2 separate regions of the Mus musculus genome follow, and region 2 is linked to region 1. The links are chromatin contacts, called in public HiChIP or PLAC-seq maps. All regions are on one chromosome and are shown on one strand. The core of a region is the stretch at or near the end of the contact, and the rest is flanking DNA. Distances in the headings are between cores, read along the strand shown. Region 1 has its middle 35 kb from the start of 4930402K13Rik. Region 2 holds the start of Xk (X-linked Kx blood group).

The links. HiChIP or PLAC-seq counts read pairs in DNA pulled down with a chosen protein or histone mark.
Region 2: a BATF HiChIP or PLAC-seq map of CD8 T cells shows a contact between it and region 1, with 6 read pairs. The contact joins the promoter of Xk here to the enhancer-like site in region 1. A contact is called at or near these places in 1 of 39 promoter capture datasets (the HPC-7 cell line), 3 of 484 Hi-C or Micro-C datasets (the HL-1 cell line, cortical neurons and embryonic fibroblasts) and 1 of 115 datasets of contacts at active chromatin or transcription factors (CD8 T cells).

What each region holds. Positions count from the first base shown.
Region 1 is chrX:9,136,993-9,142,129 of GRCm38.p6, forward strand. No RefSeq gene overlaps it. Among named protein-coding and RNA genes, the nearest start is that of 4930402K13Rik, 35 kb to the left of the region's middle. Within about 2 kb of position 2,724, at least 17 of the 459 cell types and tissues checked have an H3K27ac peak or open chromatin away from gene starts, as enhancers often do. A contact at or near this core is called in CD8 T cells and the HL-1 cell line, where this site is marked.
Region 2 is chrX:9,270,646-9,275,726 of GRCm38.p6, forward strand. It overlaps Xk (X-linked Kx blood group), which reads left to right and starts at 2,139. Exons shown (of 3, transcript NM_023500.2): 1 at 2,139-2,589. The coding sequence starts at 2,345.

The sequences.
Region 1 (5,137 bases), core at 1,474-3,973:
CACACACACACACACACATGTGTGTGCTCTCGTGCGCAGCTTAACAGAGAATGACATTCCCCTGGGAAGTCAGGGGTGGTATCATTGGGTGTATGCCTAGGGAGGGAAGTTTTAAAGCACACAGGATAATTGGGTCCACTTTGATTCTACAGTTCATTGTTAGAGTGGTAAAACTGAGATTGTATTCATATAGGTTTTATTCTTCTGCTTTGTGTCTTATTTAGTTTGTGGCACAGGGGAAATAGAAAGGAATCATTTATTTATCCCTTTAATCATAGTATGATTATGAAAAATTATTACACATAATGCAACAAGTCCTTTAGTGATTGCTTTTTTCTCAAATCCCTTTTTCCCCCAAAGGCTACCTAGAGCGCTCCTACTATTAGTTTGTAGTTATTTCATTTTTTTTTTGTTTTTATTTTCTTTTTTGTTTTGTTTTTTTAATTAGGTATTTTCTTCATTTACATTTCCAATGCTATCCCAAAAGTTCCCTATACCCTTCCCCCACCCTGCTCTCCTACCCACCCACTCCCACTTCTTGGCCCTGGCATTCCCCTGTACTGGGGCATATAAAGTTTGCAAGACCAATGGGCCTCTCTTCCCAATGATGGCCAACTAGGCCATCTTCTGCCACATATGCAGCTAGAGACACGAGCTCTGGGGAATACTGGTTAGTTCATATTGTTGTTCCAGCTATAGGGTTGCAGATCCCTTTAGCTCTTTGGGTACTTTCTCTAGCTCCTCCAGTGGGGGCCCTGTGATCCATCCAATAGCTGACTGTGAGCATCCACTTCTGTGTTTGCTAGGCCCAAGCATAGCCTCACAAGAGACAGCTATATCAGGGTCCTTTCAGCAAAATCTTGCTAGAGTATGCAATGGTGTCAGCATTTGGAGGCTGATTATGGGATGGATCCCTGGGTAGTTATTTCATTTTTAAACAAAATAATCAAATTCATTACCATAAGAGGCTCAGCAGAATGACAGATTTGGGGGTCGTGTATACTTTACTCAGTTTTTTTCAGCAGGTGAAGAAAGACTCTTATTAAGGGTGAGGAAACATAGATACAAAGTAGGCACACAGAGAGAAATACCCTCCACAAAGTAGAGAAGGGTCTCAAGAACTGAAAACCTGGTTGGTCTCTCCTTCAGGGTTGTGGATTTACATATCTTTAAGGGTGTCTTTCTCTTCCAATTCAGGCATTGTTAGTTTGAACAAAGACAGTTTGAACAAGACAGATAGGTCCATGAGTTTGGGATTACACATACTGTTCTGGCCTTGAACTTGTGAGAAAGGTCCATAGCTGGCGGTCCCTACTGGTGGGGGGAAAAGCCTGTCAAAGGTTTCATATTAAGTTTCCAGGCTTTTGTCTCTGGTGAGGAGGGTGAATGCAATGCCCGTGATCTTGGCAGTTCATCATCTTTGTTATCTACTTATGCTCTCTCTCCTCATCTGTGTGCCTATCAGGAAATCTATCTCACTATTGGTTCTTATTCTGCCCTCTCAGAGGTCACACTAACTACTGTTGGGGGTTGTAGGCTACTCTATTTTCAAACTGGTAAAGGGGACTGAGGTTGAAGGGACAGCAGCTGGAGTGACTTGGGAGAGGGTTGATGTAAGAGGCAATGGTAAGACTTAACAGATCCAGGCAAAGATCCAGAACATAAGAAAGCCATTATGAGAGTATGTATCCTTGAGGCATGCTTTGTGAGTAAAGAAGCATCTAGAATTCTTTTCACCTTACTAAACAACATTTAAATTAATCATCCTGTTAAGAATTTTCCTCACTGACAGTCAGATTTTAAGGTACCAGTTTTGCGCCAATGCCTGTCTTTGGAAAGTGCTTTGTACACAGCTCTTGTTGCAGTGTTGGAGTTGATGACTTTTGCTTCCCTCCTGGACACCCCACTTTCCCTATATATCTACTTATAGCACCAATTATAATGTCAGGTCTAATGGTCAACGCTCCATCCAGAGAAACTTTGATTACTCAGGATATAAACTGAAACTTCAGCAGACAATGACTTGTACCTATATTACCATAGATCTCTTACTTGAAGGGTCTACCTCTGACTTATAACATTTTCTGGCTATGGAAGAATGCTAGAGCAACTTAGGTGTTAAGCCAAGAAATGTCAGTATGATGACATTTGGAGACGGAGCTTTGGGTACTGATTAGGTCATGAGTGTCTCTGTGAGACAGGAAAGAGCTTAATGCCTTTCACTTTATTTTCTGTTATACAAAGATAAAGCAAGTGTACTTTCATCACCAAACCAGGAAACATTCTGTCTGAAAACCAAGCACAATGGCACCCTGATCTCTGACTTCCACCTTTCAGAAATGTGAGGAATGAATTTGTTATGTAAGCCACTTATTCTATGGTAATTGGTTAGGACCTGCCCCCCCCCCCACACACACATAAACACTCAATCAAATAAGCACTTTAGGCTGCCTTGTCTGCCCTTGTGTGCCAGGGTGGGGGTGGCACCCTCTCAGAGGAAAAGGGGAGGGGGGAGGGAGAGGAGGATTGTAGGCAGGGGTAATGGGGTGGGGCAGTGAGTACGTTGTAAAGTGAATCAACAGAAAATTGAAAAAAACAACAACAAATAAGCTACTTATATCCAAATCCTTTTCTTGGGATCTATTTTTAGGATAACTCACACTCACACATCACCCCCAGGTCTAGCAGACTCATTTTTCTCAGGAAATGAGAAGAGCGGCTGAGTCAGAGAGAAAACAGACAGGAAGTCAATGTGTAGGGTGAAATGACAGAAAGTAATAGAAATGACTCAGTCTAGGCAAGTTTTTGATAAAGAATCCCTTTCTAGCTCAAAGCCCTATGAGGCCCAAGGATTTATTTCATCTGTGAGCTCCGATTCCACACACATGAGCTTGATCATCGCCAGTTCAAGTATGTTATTGTCACTTGCTTTGAAGCTAACTTCTATTGACTCAACCAGAAGACTGAATTCTCTAAGGACACTCTAATTTCTAATTGAGAACCTAAGGCAGCTAGCGAGTTCTTCACTAATAAAAGCCCTTTCCAATCATGACACTCTAAACTGTGTGAGGCACTCTATACCCAACAGGAATTCCTCACTAAATCCCTTTGAAGTTTGAAAAGCAGATCTGGAAATGTTTGTAAACAGACTGCTTCCTATAATTTCACCCTATTATTCCTAGGTTTGGACCAGCTCCCAAGGCGGTTGGAATTTCCTATTTGTTCCTTTTCCTAAGTTCCTATTCCTAAGGCTTTGTATGTGTTTTGTGACTTGACCTTTCTTTTTCTATTCTAGTATAAAATGAATATTCCCACCAACCCAAAGAAACTTCAAACAAACAAACAAACCTGTATTCTTGATTGGTTGGAGAAAGATCAGCGGGTAGGGGCACACACAGAGCAAGTAAGAACTTCACTGGAGTAGGCTGACTCCCCTGAGGCAGATAGCTATAGCCCTGTGTTTCACTTAGTTGTAGTACTGGAGATTAAACTCAAGACTGGCGCCAAGGAATCTAATACTGAACTATATCCCTATACCTCTTTTTGTTTTAAGAAAATGTTTCACTGAGTTGCTCAGACTGGCTTTGAACTCCTTCTGTAGTTCAGGCAGGACTGGAACTTGTGATCCTTCCACCTCAACCTTCCTATGAGGTGGCATTACAAGTCTGCCTGCCCAGTACAACTTTGTCTTTCAAGTTTAGACCTCATCTACTTAGTTACCTCAGCATAAGAAAGGGCAAGACAGTGGAACCGTAGACAAAGCCTTTGGAAATAAATTCCTGGCAGTCACTATTATTGCCTGTCATATGAGCAAACACATTTGAATTTGGTAAACAACTGTCCTTGAAACTTATCAATAATTCTCTCTGGTTCTGATGGCATCTGACTCATGTGATTTAGATTTTGAGGTAATATTCTGTGAGTCCTTGTAGGGAAAAGAATAGCTACATAATAATTACTTACTAAAAAAGACAATTGGGATCCTTCAAATATTTATATCATATAAATATTGCATACTATAATATCTGGAGAGAAACAGAGGCCTAAAGGAACTTCAAAAGCTGAGGTTTAAACTACATTGCATTCTATAAGAACTTAAACCACAGTTTATGCCCAAGGTCTAGGTAAATAGATCAGGTCTACAGTAGTTGGAGCAATCGCCTTCCATGTAGACTTCTTTGCTTTTCATGTTCTGCTAAAATTATCCTACAAAAACACCTGGAAGACTCTACTTAAACAAATGTTAAAACTATCATTGCAACTTCTAGACAAACCAGCATGGTGTGCCACCTAATGTGATGTTTGAGACAGACACAAAAGCATTTATATCATAATTATGTCAGAAGAGTACATAATTCAAATCTAATCACAGTAAAATATAATACAACCATGCAAGAGACAGTCTACAAAACAATTGGCTTGTACTCAACAAGAACGTCTATGATAGGAAAGAAAAGGAAAGGAAAGGAAAGGAAAGGAAAGGAAAGGAAAGGAAAGAAAAGAAAGAAAAGAAGAGAAAAGAAAAGAAAAGAAAGGAAAGGAAAGGAAAGGAAAGGAAAGGAAAGGAAAGGAAAGGAAAGGAAAAGAAAAGAAAAGAAAAGAAAAGAAAAGAAAAGAAAAGAAAAGAAAAGAAAAAAGAAAAGGAAAGAAACCAGGCTAAGAACTAATCCTTATTAGCATTGGCTAGAGAAACATGGTTACTAAGTTTAATTAGTAAACATTGTTTGGCTCTAGGAAAACATTCCAGAAAAAAAAATCATATTTCTTTGTGACATTGATCCCTCCAACATTGTTGGTTGCTTCTGCTTCAAGTTCAGCCAGGAGCTCAAGCTAGTGGGTCGCTCTGTTGCCCACCATGGGTTTTCCATGAGGGCCTCATTGTCCCCCACGCTGACGCTGCCCACCCCGTTTCTTCAGAGCCAGGGCTGCCTATCCATTAGTGTTTATACCACTACCTGTGGTCTTTCTACCTGGCTCAAGTGCTACAGAACTACCACGTTGACTGCAAGGTCATGCCATGTCCAGCTGCAGTTCACTACTTCTTTTTAAAAAACAAACAAACAAACTATTTTTATTAGCTATTTTCTTCATTTACATTTCAAATGCTATCCCGAAAGTCCCCTATACCCTCCCCCAC
Region 2 (5,081 bases), core at 889-3,388, 130 kb after region 1:
CAGCAAGTGACAATTCAGAAAGACACAGTCTTTGTGAGAGGTTAATGTGCAGACCACGACCAGTAACTTAGAAACGCTCATCAGAGTTTTGCTTCTGCTATCTGTTGTTCCAAGGGCTGGAAGGACCACTGTCAGTTGAATCTGCCTCAGCTTCGCAGAGGGGCTTGCTAACAGTCCACTGCTTGGTGTAATGAAATCTCTTCAGAAGCAAAGCAGACTCAGAAACTTAGTGATGCACCTTATTCTTTCTCTCCTGCTTTTACAATATCCCCAAACCCTGTGATTTTCCCAGTGTGTTTTCTGTAGTAGTTTTGTACTGTAGAAAATAATCTGCCATAAACTGGACTTTATTGTGTTGCAAGTGATGTCTCTGGCTTATTGCCCTCCTGCTCCACATGGTCCACTTAATAATGTAAAACCTGTGATAATCCTTTGCCTTAAAGACAGATGCTAAATATTTCTGTGTTCCAATTAATAATTCTTAGCTTCACTGTTAATTTTCCTTTAAAGCTAACTGTGGTGTCAAATAAAATATTACACAAATACTCCACAGAGTGCTGCTGTCTGTTCTGTTTGTGACTGTGTGTGTATCTAGATCCAGGACATGGTGGCCTGCTGAGCTCTATAAATAAGCCTCCATAATCCTTTTGGAGCAAGGGCCTGGTACTTCTCAGGCCTTGGCTGAATTCCCTTCTCAGCCCTTATAAATAGATCTCCCGATGGATGCTACTCCACCAACCAAGTGAAGCAGCCCAACTCGTCCTCTCCACTAGGATTCCTCTTGTCTTGATATCTTAGGACTCTTAACATTAGATTTGTATCTCTTTCCAAAGTACAAAAACGCCCAAGATGCCTGAAAACTAAAATCACCTAATTTCTTCATGGAAAATGACTTTAGAAAGTGTGAGGGGTGTGTGTGTTGGAGGAGGGCTCGGGGTGAGTTCGTCTTGATGTCCAAAGGGTTGTCAAATGTTTAGTGAATATACACAGGACACGCATGGGTTAAAATCACACAAAATCCCAGCAGTGAGATGGGGAAGTGGACACAAAGTCTAACTCCTAATGAAGAAGGCATTTGTGATTGAGGCATGCTCAGAAGGGGGAATTCTGTTTGTTATTATTATTATTATTACAATTGAGTGTCAGTGAGTTTATCAGTCAGGAGTAGTGGGCCAACTCAAAACGGACTCTGTTTTTGTCTGCATTTTTTGTTTCATTTTGTTGGCTTTGACTTTTTTTTTTTTTTGGTCTTAACATTTGCCTTTTTAGGTTTTGTTTGTTTGTTTTTTGAGACAGAGCATGAAGTTCGGTGGGTAGGAAGGTGAGAAGGCTCTGGGAGGAGCAGGATAGGGGAAGAGTATGTTCAGAATTTATTGTATTCATACCTTTTAAGTAAACAGTGAGTGAAAAAAACTGTGCTAGTCGTAGGGTTGGCACACTAAAAGAGGTATGCATTGGGCTAGAAAACTGTTTCCTTATTAGGCTCTGGTCTTTGACCTGTCTGGAGCTAGTCACAATAACACAGCAATACATTCTATAAGCAGTTTTATCTGGGAGAGAAAACTTTGGCTCCCACAACTCCTTTGATGCTCCTTCTCGGTCTGTACTAGAAAGACAAAGGAGGCTTTCAAGAGTTTCAGTGAAAAGTTAACCATAGTTCCCAGTACGGTGAATGCACGACGATACATTTGCTCTTTGAAAAGCATCTCAGTGGCTCTGGCTATTTTGGAATGGCAGGGCAAGCTGAACTTTTCATCAGGCTTTTCTTCCGCCCAGTAAACAGACAGTGGATCCGGAGCTCAGACTCTCCCAGCCCCCAAGTCTGGTCTCTTCTGCTTGTTGTTTATTGAATTGACTGCCACAGGGCTCCCAGCACTGCCCAGAACAAACGGACTCTAGGACCCAGCGGCTGCAGGCGGGCCAGATCGGTTGATGGCTTCCTGGGGGGGGGGGGGGGGGACTTTGCCCCCAGCGCGGGGGCGGGACGGCCGTGGCCCGGGCTGTCAGGGGCTACGGGTTCGCGGCCCGCCCGGAACAGTCTGTGACGAGCGGCCAGCGAGCAGTGTGGCGCGCGCCGGCGGCTGCGCACGGGGCGCGTGGGCGTGTCCCAGCGGGGCCACGCTACCTGCCCCACCCCCGCTGTTTCGGTTGCCCCCAGGCCGGGTGGCAGCGCGCGCCGGGGCCCGCGAGCCCTCAGCGGGCTGAGCTGCGCGCGAGCCGCTCGGGGCTGAGCATGCTGGGAGTCGTTCGGGAAACCGCCACCGTCGCCGCTACCGCCACCGCTACCGCCGTCGCTGCCACCGCCGCCGCCGCCGGCCGCGGTGCGAGTCCCTGAGGCACGGAGATGAAATTCCCGGCCTCGGTGATAGCGTCCGTGTTCCTGTTCGTGGCCGAGACGGCGGCGGCGCTCTACTTGAGCAGCACCTACCGCTCCGCAGGGGACCGCATGTGGCAGGTGCTGACGCTGCTCTTCTCCTTGATGCCCTGCGCCCTGGTGCAGTTCACGCTCCTCTTCGTCCACCGCGACCTCAGCCGCGATCGCCCACTGGCGCTGCTCATGCACCTGCTCCAGCTCGGGCCCCTGTACAGGTACGTGTCGAACCCACAACCGACCGTTAGGCCCCGGTCCCCTGGCTGTCCCCACCACTGCTGCCCCAGCTGAAGGAGGAGGGGACCTTGCCTGAAAAGGGACAGACAGGTGGCTTGAACCAGGGCTGACCCGCCCTGCCTTCCCAAGTCATTCCAATCTTGGGAATGAGACTGGATCCTAGCCAGTCAGTCGCTAAAACCGAGATGGCCCGGATTTCGGGAGCCATCGTAGACAGTTGTCACTCTTCACTTCGGTTTGGCCCAAGAGAGTAGCAGTTTTTGTCTTTATTTGGTCCCCTGAAAATATGTGGCTTTCTCTGTAGGACTGGCTTGGGAGGTCCTGGTACAAACGTTTGGAAGTTACTCTAAGGGCGTGTGCTGTTCAAGTCAGAGCCCTTGTGGGTCATTTAATTTAGTTTATCAAGTGTGTGGCACTTAACTGTTTATCAGGCACTATTCTACGAGCTTTGTGAAAATTGACTTAGTTCATCTACTCAAGGCTACAAGTCCATGTACTCTACTTTTCCCTTGGTGTGATGGGAGTTGTCTAGAGTGCAGACACACATACCAGAGATGTCTTCTGAGTGTGCCCAATTGTAAACATAGTCATGAAATGTGGTACACAAGGTGCCTTGAGGACAGGAACATGCTTTGTGTTAAGAGAAACCGCTAATGCCATTTCTGGAAAAGACATTATTTTTGTGGTTACCGCCGTTTGTGGTGCTGTGGATGGAAACCAGGTCCTGGTACAGAGTAGGTAAATGCTCCACTAGCAAGCTACAACTTAGCCCCAGAAATTAATCTTCATAAACACAAATCAAGAAGAAATGCACACTGATGAAACGGACTTGACCTTAATCTCAGAACGTGAAGGGAATTTAAATGTATTGTTTTCATATCTTTTATCTTACCATAGGAAAAGCAAAAGTTTATGTACAAATTAAAAAAAATTCACAATATTCAAACCTCACATGCCATTTTAAACACAACCTTTCTAGCTTACTGTACCGACTTGCAGTTCGACAGTTGTGGCAAACTTCATAAACCAGGTTTCCCATTCTTGAAGAGCCAGGAAATCCTAGAAAGGAGTGAGAAGAACTTGCTGTGGAGGACCTGACAGTCAGGGGCGAATCAGAAAAAATGGCTGAGGGCTACTTAACCCTTAAAGCCCTGCTCTTAATTAGCTGGTAGAGAATCCTCGTCCTTAACGGAGCCCCATGGTCCTGCTAGTGGTCCTGTTCAGTAAGTGAGATTTGACAAGGCCGTCATCATTTAATGCCATCTGTGGGGAGGGAACTCAAATTTGGGTGGGGCAACTGAGAATTCTCAAAAGTTCCTTGTGCTAAGTGGTTTGGTTCATACCTACATGCCTTAGCCGATTGACTCCTTGCCAGGAAGTAGGTATCTTTATTTGTAAGTTTATTATTTTGGTGGCGGAGGTTGGGTCTAGGGCCTTAGGCATACTAAGCCAGCGCTCCCTCGTTGATCCAGGCTTCCTCAGTTCCTGCCCCCATTTTGTACACAGGGCAAATGAGGATGTGGAACCTGTTCCCCAGACTTTCTTTCAAAATGCAATTAGGTCCATCATGTTCTCTGTGTGCAGTCAAAGAAAGGGGAGTGTGCAGTAGTGCATTTTATCAGCAGCTCCATCTTTATAGTTTTAAATGCTCAGTCATTTGTGGGCAACATTAAACAACCTAAAGTAAGAATCCTCTATCACCACTGTCATTTAGATGTGTCTCATAACTTTAAGAGTCACTCAAGCCAAAGTTAATAGAGTATTGCCTGTAAAAAACAGCAGAGCAACTGATGTTAAGGACAGTATTACCGAGTGGCACACGGTTGAGTGTCGCCTTTTCTCCTACACATCAATGTATACAATTTTCTCCTTTATTATAATCTGGTATCCTTCAGCTACCACAGTAGTTTTCTTAGAAAAACTTCGTTAAGGAAAGAAGTCTCCCATTCTAATATAGTTGATTCATATCAAGAAGGTACTGGACTTCGTTAAGTCTTTGAACTTAACACATACAAAATGCAGTTCCAAGATCCTTAGCTTCCAAATGAAAGGGAAAACAAAGTGGTCTTTTTGGTTAAGAGGACTCAAAAAGAACCTTAATGGGATTTCTCCCCACTGCTGGTTCTAATTTGAACTCCTAAATCATCAGCTTTTCAGAAAGATCAAATTATCCCCCAGAATGAGAGGTTCACATTGCTTCTCACTTCTATCCCTTAGCAGTGGCTTTTCGTAATGTTTTACGGTTGTTTGGGGTGGGGGTGGGGACAGTTTACTTCTATTCAAGTTTGCCAAACTACCACTTTTAGGGAGATGCTGTTTTTGAGTTCATGCAATATGATGATGAACCAAATTAAGTGGCACACAACCGTTTACTGAGTGTAACGGTTGCCTAACCATGCTTGAAGCCCTGTGTTAGATCCCCAGTATTGAGAAATGGAGGTGTCCAATACCTTCTACAGATGATCGTGGGCTA